Regions from separate parts of the Mus musculus genome. Here all the other regions are linked to region 2. A link is a contact called in public ChIA-PET and promoter capture Hi-C data. All regions are on one chromosome and are shown on one strand. Each heading gives the region's core, a stretch centred on a gene start, on an enhancer-like site or on the middle of the called end of the contact. The rest is flanking DNA. Distances are from core to core; before and after follow the strand shown. Region 1 holds the start of Tsr2 (TSR2 20S rRNA accumulation). Region 2 holds the start of Phf8 (PHD finger protein 8). Region 3 holds the start of Gnl3l (guanine nucleotide binding protein-like 3 (nucleolar)-like).

Region 1 (3,438 bases), core at 338-2,837, 420 kb after region 2:
TATCTCCCCCATGGGCTCTTTCTAAATATTTACAGCTCAAACATTTTTGTTGCAAGCTAAAAATGTGTCCCCTAAGTACTTCAGCTACAACACTCAAGGTTCATTTCATAGTGTTTTCCAATTTCCCTTTGTTTTTGTCCTTTGACCTATTTCCATAAAATAGAGTCCATAAGGTTACACAAATTTATGGATTTCACATGTTTCTTTCTCTTACTAATTTCTAATTTTGCTTTGCAGTCTTTCTTTTTTTTTTTTTTTTCTTTTGTGGTCTTGGGATGAAACTCCAGGACCCCAGTATGCTGGCAAGGTAGATAGAAACATTATCAGCCCTTAGTCCTTAAAACATACTAAACGCTGTTGTGTGGAATACTACATGGTGTGTCTTGGAGAATGTTCTTGTGAACTTCAGAAAAATCTATATTCTGTGCTAAGTGTGGTGGTGTGTGATTAGTCCTAGAATTTAGGAGAGTGTGGTAAGAGTCCAATACCAGACATGGCTACACAGTGGAAACTGAAGTTCCTAGAGAAAAGAACAGGTACATCTGTATGGACCGTTCTATAGGACCAAATGACGGAGCTTTGTGGTTGGGGTGAGTAAAAATGTTACAGAGGAGAGACAAATGACCTTGAGCTACTTTTAATCCCATTGAAAACAATTCCTTGTCTTCCCTTGAATCTGAACGAGAAATCTCGTGGTTATCACAACTTTTCAAATACATACTTAACAGCGAGCATCTATGAATCCAAAAGCTAAGAATGTCATCAGACAGTATCTGAAACCTAAGCAGAAATTTCCTCATCCCACTACCTGTAGTCTCTATCAATAGATTTAGTAAATGCTTTGACTTAGGACTTTCTTTGTTCTGTAACTACTAAAATGTCATTTGACCACTTCCACAAAAGAAAATATCTTTCTGGACAACCTGAATCCTGGACATGGTCACTCATATTTGACTCAAGAATGAATTGTTGGAGCTGGAGAGATGGATCAGCGGTTAAGAGCACTGACTGCTCTTCCTAGAGGTCCTGAGCTGAGTTCAAGTCCCAGAAACCACATGGTGGCTCAAAACCATCTGCAATTGGATCCGATGCCCTCTTCTGAGGTGTCTCTGAAGACAGTGACAGTGTACTCACATATATAAAATAATTATTTTTAAAAAATTAAAATTACATTTATTTATTGTGTGTGGGAGTGCCTGCGCCTGTGAATGCCGTGTAACACATGTGGAGGTGAGAGGAAATTGCAGAAATCGGTTCTCTAGTTCCATCCTGTAGGGCTCAGGGACTGAACTCAGTTCTTCAGGCTTGGAGGCAATTGCCTTTATCTGCTGAGCCTCGCAAATGTAGGTTTTCTCGCCCTCGCTATTCTTTTCTCCTTTCCTCTTTATTTCAGCTATGCTTCCTAAGTACTCTGCTCCAGGTTCTCCTTTAATTATTAGGATTTACTGTGGTAAGTGGTAGCATCTACCACTGATGGCGTTTCCCACTGTTCTGGTCTTGCTGCCAGCCAGATTGGCAGAAAACTAAACCACGTTCTGAGAATCGGCTTTTGGCTCCTTTTGCCTGGTGAGGTCGCCCTAGCGATTGGGCTGCCTGGGAGCCACGTGATCTAAACGGATGATGGCGGGCGCCGCTGAAGATGTGCGTGTGCTCTTCGGAGCTGCAGTCCGAGCTGCGCTGGAGGCTTGGCCTGCTTTACAGGTAAGTGAGGTCCTGGCGGGGGGTCACGATTAAGGCTGTGACAAAATAGAAGTTGACCAGGCGAGGCGCCAGAGCCATGGCTGGGCGGTGTAAGCGGCAGACTCCCAGGCCCCGGCAGGCCACGCCGTTCTGGTTTCCATGCTGTCATGGTTGGCTTGGGCCTGTGTTCACAGATCGCTGTGGAGAATGGCTTCGGGGGCGTGCACAGCCAGGAGAAGGCCGAGTGGCTAGGGGGTGCAGTGGAGGATTACTTCATCGCCAATGGTGAGTGAATGTGAGGTGTTGCTGTCTGTCGCAGTGTGGCGTGGCAGAGCCTCGACGTAGAGAGCCCGCGTTTGATGAATGAATCGTGACTTTGAGATCAGAATTGTGTCTTTAGAGTGCCTTAGAGGCAATGACACTCAAATGCTATTATGCTGGAGAACGCATTTTGCCTTCCAGAGAGTCATTTTCCTACTTTCTAAAATGGTTATGGAAAGATCCGACGAAAAGAACTATTCGAGTCATATCTTGTAACTTAAAATTGCTGGATGAGGGGTGGGGGACAGCTCCGTGGACAAAGGCCAACAAGCATAACAGTCCGAATTTCATAGCTGGGACAACATGGAAGGAGAGAACTGGTACACGCTTAAGGTGTCCTCTGATTCTCCCTACACAAGTAAATATAATTTTAAAATTGTTGGGTGAGGAGTGTAGCCCAGTGGTAGAGCACTTTCCTAGTCTGCTCGTGTCCCTGGGCTCCAACCCTGGTGCCACCAAAACTAAAAGCAGTACCTCTGATAAATAAAAGGCAGCCAGGCCCTGTGGTGCAGGCATGTACTCTCATATTCCTGATGCAAAAGGACCTCAAGTTCAGATTCACCACAACCTTGTCTCATAATAAAAATAATATAAAGACTTGGAGATATAGCTCAATGGAAGTGCTTGCTTACTACACACATGTGAGGCTCTACACTACTCATACTACCACAAATGAATAAATGAATGAAAGAAGCAAATATTATAGTGTTATTAAATTCATATCCAAGGTCTAGCATATGGGCCATGTTTGTGATTCTAGCACCAGGGAGACGGAGACAGGGGAATTGCTCTAAGTTTCAAGCTCCATATCCCCAAGTTGTCCTTATGATAAAAGAAGGGGCTGGAGAAATGTTCAGCTGTTAAAAGTGCGTCCTGCTCTTCCTAACCTGAGTTGGGTTCTCAGCTCACAACCACCTGTAACTCCAGCGCCAGAGGATCCAAAATGTTCCTCATCTGTACACATGTGCATGCACATACATGTAATTAACAAATAAGTAACACAGGGCTGAAAGGATGGCTCAGCAGTTAAGAGCATTTGTTCTTGCATTGGACCTCGGTTCCGTTCCCAGCACCTACATGGTATCTCATAGTTATCTATGACTCCAGTTCCAGGGGTTCTGATATCATCTTTCTGTCCTTATCTGGGCACCAGGTACACACAGTGCACACACAGGCAATCAAAACAACATGCACATGAAATAAATACAACAAAAATCCTCTTCCAAAATATTTTAGTATGTCATAAGAATTAAGCATTTTTCACTTTTAGTATTAAATTTCACAATCTGGAGTTTATTTATTTATTTAGGTTTTTCAAGACAGAGTTTCTCTGTGTAGCCCTGGCTGCCCTGGAACTCACTCTGTAGACCAGGCTGGCCTTGAACTCAGAAATCCACCTGCCTCTGCCTCCAGAGTGCTGGGATTAAAGGCGTGCGC
Region 2 (3,486 bases), core at 92-2,591:
TCTTCACTGCCCTCTTGCTTCCCAGGACTCTCAGCTCCCTTTATTATGACGCAAACCGCGGCATAAAGGATGAGGCTGGGAAGAGGGAAGCTGAGGGAGAGACCAGAGACCCTGTCTAGCCCCCCAAAATAGGAAGAAGCAGAGATGCGGAAATCCCTGAAGGTCTCCGCAGGTTATTCCGAATTACGCCCCCCCACCCCACCCCCCAAAGCCTTCGGGAACAAGACAAACAAGACTAGGCACCCAACTCAAATCACAGTCCTGGGATCGCGTTGGGAGAGTTTAAATGATCCTTTTCGTCATTCTCAGTATCATTCCCTCCCGAGCAGTAAGGAGTCTCATTCTGCTCCAAAATGAAATAAACCGCAATTTCGTCCTCCACTCCAAAGCTGACAGGGAGCTCATCTCCCCCCCTGACACTGAAAAGGATCTCTTCGAAGCCCCAGGAAACCCACTAGAATCTCCTCGCCGCCGCGAAACTAAGCGAAGAATTTGTTTTCCCCTCCACAGCTCCAAATGGCAGGCATTGCCTTGCAATCCCCTCCGACCGCCGAGGGTTCGGCTGGACCCCTCACCTGACAGACGTCTCGTCTTAAATTAGAACGCAGCTTGCTTGCAGCCCCCAAAACTTACGAGGAGCTCTCTACGCCTCCCCACACACACACTGACAGGAACCTTTTTTATGCCCCAAACCTGATAAAAAATGTCCACGGTCCCAAACGCTACAGAGCTCTCTTCATGCCCGAGGCTGCAGGGGGCAAGTCCTCAGGGAACAGAGCTCAGCCCCAGAGACTCGCCTGCCGCTGGGCTCGCTCCGGGGCAACCCAGCTCTGCGCTAAGCACAGGCTGGCCGGGCAGTTCCGGCCCGAGGCGGCGCGCGCTGAATGCTGGGATTGCCGCTGCCAAACTGTGAAGCTGACTTGCCTTCTCCTAGAAACCACATGCCGCGTCACGCAGTGCCCGGGCTCTGACGGGGCTTTCGGGCAGTGTCCACCTCAGCCCTCCCACCGTCTGGCCCTCAGAGCCTTCTAGAGACCGAGGTCTCAGCCGGGGCTGGGGGTCGGGGTCGGGGCCGCCGGGCGCACTGGCAAGTGGCTTTGTCGCTGCCCCCTTCGCGAGACAGGCTTGCGGCGGCTGGAGAAAGACCGCCGGAGAGGTCGCCGGGAGAAGCCACTCTCGGGGGGTTGTAGGAGATTCAAAGCAATCAATAAAGTTTATTCAAAATCGCGAGGCAGTTGAGGCGGAGAGGGGTGGAGAGATATGGTAAACAGCTACCATATTGAGAGTGGCGGCGTTCTGGGAAAGAGACGAGCCCGCCGCCATCTTACGAGGCTCGGGCACGGGAGGTGAAGGTGGAGCCCGGCACGTCAAGCCGGCGGCTCTTGCGTGACGTCATGGGGCGGGGCGACACCTTGAGGGAGCCTAGGATGTTGCGCCTCGTCTAGGTGGCCCAATGGCGCATAAGACCTTGAGCTGATAGGCGGAGGAGCCGCCATCTTAGGCGAGGCGGTAGTTTGGCTCCATTTTGAGTGGGGCCTGGAGCGTAAGTCTTCCGTAACCCCGGGTAAACACGGAGTTGGAAAAAAAAAAGCCAAACCCGCACCTTCCTCCGCCCGCCCCCCTAGCACTCGCCGCCCCTCGCTAGTCTCCTCCTCCGAGAGGAGGTGAGGTCCGTGGCTCCGGGCGGCAGAAGTGTTACATAGGGCTGCGGGGGCGGGTTTCAGCCTTGGGGGATAGGCTCCTGTCCATTGAGCCCTGATAGTGGACGAGGTCCTTTTCCCACGGTTGGAGTTATCATTTAATCTTTCACTCTGTGAGAGGAAAAAAACTGCGATTATCACCAAATGAAGAAACAGGTTTAGAGAAGGAAAGTGATCTGAGAGCCTGGGAATTAAAAAAAACAAAATAAAACAAAAAAACCTCTTTCCCCCAGCAGGCTCTTCCCAGGGTCTCTGTCATGAACCATGCAGGTTCAATTCCATGAGAAGCAAAAATCAGTTCACGGCTTTCCATATATCTGTACCAGGATTTTCTGACTGCTTTAAGGTGGCACTGTTTGATTTTGTTTTTTCTTCAGACATTAATGAAATATCCCTAGTTCTCTTGCTGTATCACTTTCTTGCAGGATCTCATTACTTTATAGAATAAACTGTATTAAAAGTTGTTTTCTGGAACTGGAGAGATGGCTCAGAGGTTAGAAGCACTGGCTGCTCTTCCAGAGGACCTAGTTCAATTCCCAACACCCACATGGCAGCTCACAGCTGTCTGTAACAGGGGGCCTGGCACCCTCACATAAGACACACATGCAGGTAAAACACCAAAGCACATAACATAAAAATAAAGAAATTTTAGAAAAAAATATTTTCTTACCAAAAGAGGAAGAGTGGCGTGGAAAAAAAGAATATGTGTAAAACAGTTTTCTGGCAAACATATACAGGGACAAAAGTGTCCTTGTCAGAGAAAAATAATTTCCCTCTTCTTGTTTCCTCATTTCTCCTTTCCTTTCCACCTCAGCCTCGGCTTCTTGAGTGCTGTGATTATTATCTGGTGGAGAACTCTTTAAAAACCATCTGAGAGAATGGGGCAAGAGAGTGACAACTTTAACAAGAAAGGAAAAAGGGAGGAAAGAAAATGAAGAGTAAAATAAGCTAAGCCTCATGGGCTGCTTGCTGTTGTAAGCTATGCTGCAGGGAGTCTAAGAGGATATATAAAGATTTGCTAAGGCCCTCAATACAGCTCAGTTGGTAGGATATTGCTTAGCATCCACAAACCCCCAGTGTTCAATTCTCAGAACTGCATAAGCCTTGGGTGGTAGCCCATGTACTCAGGAGGTCCCAAAGTTCAAAGTCATCCTTATTTACAAAAGTTCTAGGCCAGCCTGGGATACATGAAATCACAGCTCAAAAACAAAGTTTAATACTACTGTATACAAAAATAAGGTTCATGAACAATGGTGGCATAGGCCTTTAATCCCAGCAGTCTGGAGGAAGAGGCAGGCAGTTATCTGTGAGTCCAAGGCCACCCTGGTGTACAGAGGGAGTTCCAGGACAGCCAGGGCTGAACACAGAGAAATCCTGTCTCGAAAAAACAAAAAAACAAAAACAACGACAAAAATTGAGGTGCACAAATGCATGGAGGCGCATGGGGAGTCATACTGTAAGAAGTTAAATCAAGAGCTATTATAGTACAAAATGCAAGAGTTTAGATTTTATCTTTTAAGGAATAAGAAACTACTGAAAATTTTAAAATGGGGGAGGGACCACAACTGCCTGAGAGTATATATGGGAACCACATGTGTGCAGGACTGTATAAAGGTAAGAAGAGGGTTCTGGATCCCACAGAACTAAAGTTAGAGGAGGAGATATGAACTACTGCCTTAGGGTTTTACTGCTGTGACCAGACACCACGACCAAGGCAACTCTTATAAGAACAACATTTAATTGAGGCTGGCTTACAGGTTCATAAGGCTCAGTTCATTATCATTAA
Region 3 (3,511 bases), core at 883-3,382, 500 kb after region 2:
ATGATTCCTGGATGCTTTATCAAATAACCTTGGTGTTGTTCACAGCCAGAGTTTTAGTTGAGAAAATTGGGTTTGATGCATAAATTTGCATTTCTAAGATCCTCTGGTAGTCCAAGTATCACATTTTGAAAAGCACTAATGGAAAAAATGAGATTATTTGCAAATTTTATCTTCATTCTGTTTCTGTGTTTTTCATGCAACCGATGAGCTTGTATTACTTTACAGGTTGTGTTGTATCATAAACTCTCTTTCATCTGTACTCCATACTTTGCTGTTCCTCCTGGAGACAATCATTTAAGATTGAACTGGGGATGTAGCTCAGATGGTACAGTGCTTGTCTAACATGCAAAAGGTATTGTGTTGGATCCACTGCAGGGCATACATTTAAATTGGGTGTGGCGGCACAGGCTTCTAATCTTATTATTCCAGAGCTGCACAGAGAAGGATCAGGAAGTTCAAGGTCATCCTGCGATACAGAGATTCTGAGAACATCCCGGGCTAGAAGACATTCTGTTTCAAAATCATGAATTTCCTTTTTAAATCACTCTGCCTGTGCAAACCAGGATGATCTTGAATTTCTGATCCTCCAATCTCAGACTCTGTACTCAGGGGATGTACTACCATACCTGGCATTTATATTTCTCTTTATCCTGATCCAATTTTCCCAATGCTACCTATTAAACTGTTCAATCCCCATTGACTTGTGGTGCAGCTCTTAATTTCAGTTGACAAATTTGCTTCCAGCCAGTTTTGTACTGGGTTTCTATGAGAGTTCAAAGATGAACTGTCATTTCTCTGAGGAGTCCTCTCTCCTGTGGTGATGAAGCCACATTAAGAACTATAGTGTACAGGGACTGGAGAGATGGCTCAGCAGTTAGGAGAGCCTGTTGCTTTTGCCGGCGACCTGAGCTCAGCAGCAAGCTTTCACATGCAGATGGCTCACAACCATCAGCAACTCCAGATTCAGAGGATCCAAAGCATCCTTCTGCTCTCCACATGCATCAGGAAGGTATATGGTGCACATACATACACACACACATAACAGCAAACTCACAAACTAGAACAAATCTACAAAAAATTTAAGAAAAAAACCTACTACAGTGTAGTATTGTGATAAAGGATGCTGTGATTCTTACTCAACTGGGAGTCATAAAAACGCTGGTATTAGAAATTTCATAGAGCTACAATAGGTAAATAGAGCCTGTAAATACTATGGCTACTTTGGGGGTCCAGAAGAATCTGGGGTCTAGAGAGAAAGGTAGCAGCCAATCCTGTACTATAAGGGGAGGGAGAGCAAAAGGGCTTGTTTTCAGCAGGAATGAGTTGCAGATGAAGAACACACGTTCTGGGTGGTTGCCTTACCTAGCCCAACCCCCACCCTTAAGGTTTAGACTTGAGGAGAGGGAAAGGACTGGAAGTAAATGACCAGGAAGGAATTAAATTAATAGTTACGCTTTTTGGAGGGTTATCTCACTTCCCAGTCAAGTCAGAAGTTTCCTGAAATGGTTATTAAAGACACCCTTACCTACCCTCGCTTTAGAGATAGGTTTATTTTCTGCAGACACAGGAATCATACATGAGGGAGAAGAGGGTAAACCGGTGAGTGACAATTCCAAAGAGTTTCGGTTGCTGCTCCCGGCTGAGCCTTGCTATGCTTTAGAGTCCCGTGAGACTGGAAAGCTGCTGAAAACAGCGAACTCATTTCAGGTGGGATATACGCAGCCAAATAGACACGTGATTCCGGCGGCCATTTTCTCGCACCCGGTCTGTCGCCATCTTCCAGGAGGACAAACTATTGCCCCCTACCCTCATCTAATGCTGCCAGTGATTACTTTGGTAACAGACTAGAGAAGATACATCCTTAACCCTAGCCAGGAAGCCGCACAAAAGAGTTCGTCTTACAAATAGCTTTTGTGGCCACATGAGTATACACACACACACACACACACACACACACACACAAACAAGACACAGATACACACAACTGCCCCCCCTCCCATCGCCAGGCTCCCGCCCCCCTCTTCGCTATTTCTTTACCCGCCGGCAGCCAGGAGGCGGGGCCAGCGTGGGAGCGGGGGCGGGACTGTGCGGCGCAGCAATTATATCGAAACTCCGCCCTTGCGTCTTACGCAAATTAGGCGGAGCAAAGAGCTGGGCTGGGATCCGGAAGTCTGGGCGGAGCCTAGCTGCGCACTCCTGGACTGGCGACGTTGTGCTTCTAACAGCTCTCCGAGGTCCCTGCCGGAAGTGTAGGTAAGAGACTACTCTCTTTTTTTTCGTGGTGAGTGCTCACCAGGCCAGCAGTATAGTAAAGATTGTTTTTTTAAAGGTGAAACCAGAGATGCTCGCCATCCTGGACTAGAGAGGTGAAAAGCTGGCTCTCTTGTAAAGTAGAAGGGCCTGGAAGAGGGATACGGATAGCTCCACATGTGGCGATGCGCTGAACTGCATTCTGGCGGCCTCCTAGAGAGGCTCTAAAGATGCATCCTGGCTATGTAGAGAGGCACTGACCATGCGTATGAGACAAAATGTCGGTTGCCCTCCGCCTTTCAGGATATTTGGGCGTCATTTCGCATTACTGCCATTTCTCCCATGTAGACAGACGCCCCCATCCATGTGTGAGAAGGTCTATTACGTTTATACTTTCATTGCGTAATGGAGACAGGTGTGTCGACCCATCAAATGGTGGATGATATCATCCCTGCCCTATAAGAAAATAATTTCCAATACAAGGTTGAGCAGGCCGACTTCTGGCTTATTAAGGCATAGGTCTTTAACGGGGCTTGTCCATCTCCATACTGCGATAGGGGAGCTCAGAATTGTGTAATATCTAGAGGAAGAGAGCTCCTAACGTAGAGACCCACCCTTCTCATGTTTACCCTTGTAACCAGTCACCAGACACCATCAGCCCTCAAAATCATTGGAGACAGAGACTTATGGGCAACCACACAGATTTACCCCTCCCCCTTCATTATGGAAAATTAGACCCCCATAGCTACCCCATAAAGAATTGCTGTTTTTCTGACGGTAGTAAAGGCCCACCCAAACTGGCTTACAGTACCTGGGAACAGACTTTAGTCCACTGAGATAATGCTATGCCTCTCAAGTAGACCCTCAGGGTAGAGAAACTCAGGTTTATTTTCTTCCCTTTTGAGGTAGAGACAGAACCCCACCCTCCAAATGATTTATAATCACCAGATTGACCAAGAGAGGGGGCATCTGAGCAGTAGAGATGCAGACAACTCCCCCCTCCCATTTAGCCCAGAAAGCCAGTGATATCACTGATCATCCTACAATGCAGTGCATTCGAAATCTCTCCTCATCCATAGAATAGGAGCTCAGATTTTCTCTACTTTTAAAATTGTATTTATTTATGTATATGAATGCTCTATTTATTTACATGTGCACCTGTATGACAGAAGAGGACATCGGATTCCACGATAGATGGCTGTGAGCTACTATATAGTTGCTGGGAATTGAACTCAGGACCTCTGGAAGAACAGGCAGTGCT

What was found. ChIA-PET counts read pairs in DNA pulled down with a chosen protein or histone mark. Capture Hi-C pulls out chosen DNA fragments and counts their contacts.
Region 1: a promoter capture Hi-C map of liver shows a contact between it and region 2. The contact joins the promoter of Tsr2 here to the promoter of Phf8 in region 2. A contact is called at or near these places in 2 of 39 promoter capture datasets (the 3T3-L1 cell line and 3T3-L1-derived adipocytes), 1 of 484 Hi-C or Micro-C datasets (uterus), 2 of 115 datasets of contacts at active chromatin or transcription factors (astrocytes and memory CD8 T cells) and 2 of 9 other capture datasets (liver and pancreatic islet).
Region 3: an RNA polymerase II ChIA-PET map of memory CD8 T cells shows a contact between it and region 2, with 31 read pairs. The contact joins the promoter of Gnl3l here to the promoter of Phf8 in region 2. A contact is called at or near these places in 1 of 39 promoter capture datasets (hippocampal neurons), 2 of 484 Hi-C or Micro-C datasets (B cells and CD4 T cells), 2 of 115 datasets of contacts at active chromatin or transcription factors (effector CD8 T cells and memory CD8 T cells) and 1 of 9 other capture datasets (adipose tissue).

What each region holds. Positions count from the first base shown.
Region 1 is chrX:151,094,692-151,098,129 of GRCm38.p6, reverse strand. It overlaps Tsr2 (TSR2 20S rRNA accumulation), which reads left to right and starts at 1,587. Exons shown (of 5, transcript NM_001164578.1): 1 at 1,587-1,701; 2 at 1,875-1,965. The coding sequence starts at 1,618.
Region 2 is chrX:151,518,527-151,522,012 of GRCm38.p6, reverse strand. Phf8 (PHD finger protein 8) reads right to left here and starts at 1,341. Exons shown (of 22, transcript NM_001113354.1): 1 at 576-1,341.
Region 3 is chrX:151,015,943-151,019,453 of GRCm38.p6, reverse strand. Gnl3l (guanine nucleotide binding protein-like 3 (nucleolar)-like) reads left to right here and starts at 2,132. Exons shown (of 16, transcript NM_198110.2): 1 at 2,132-2,253.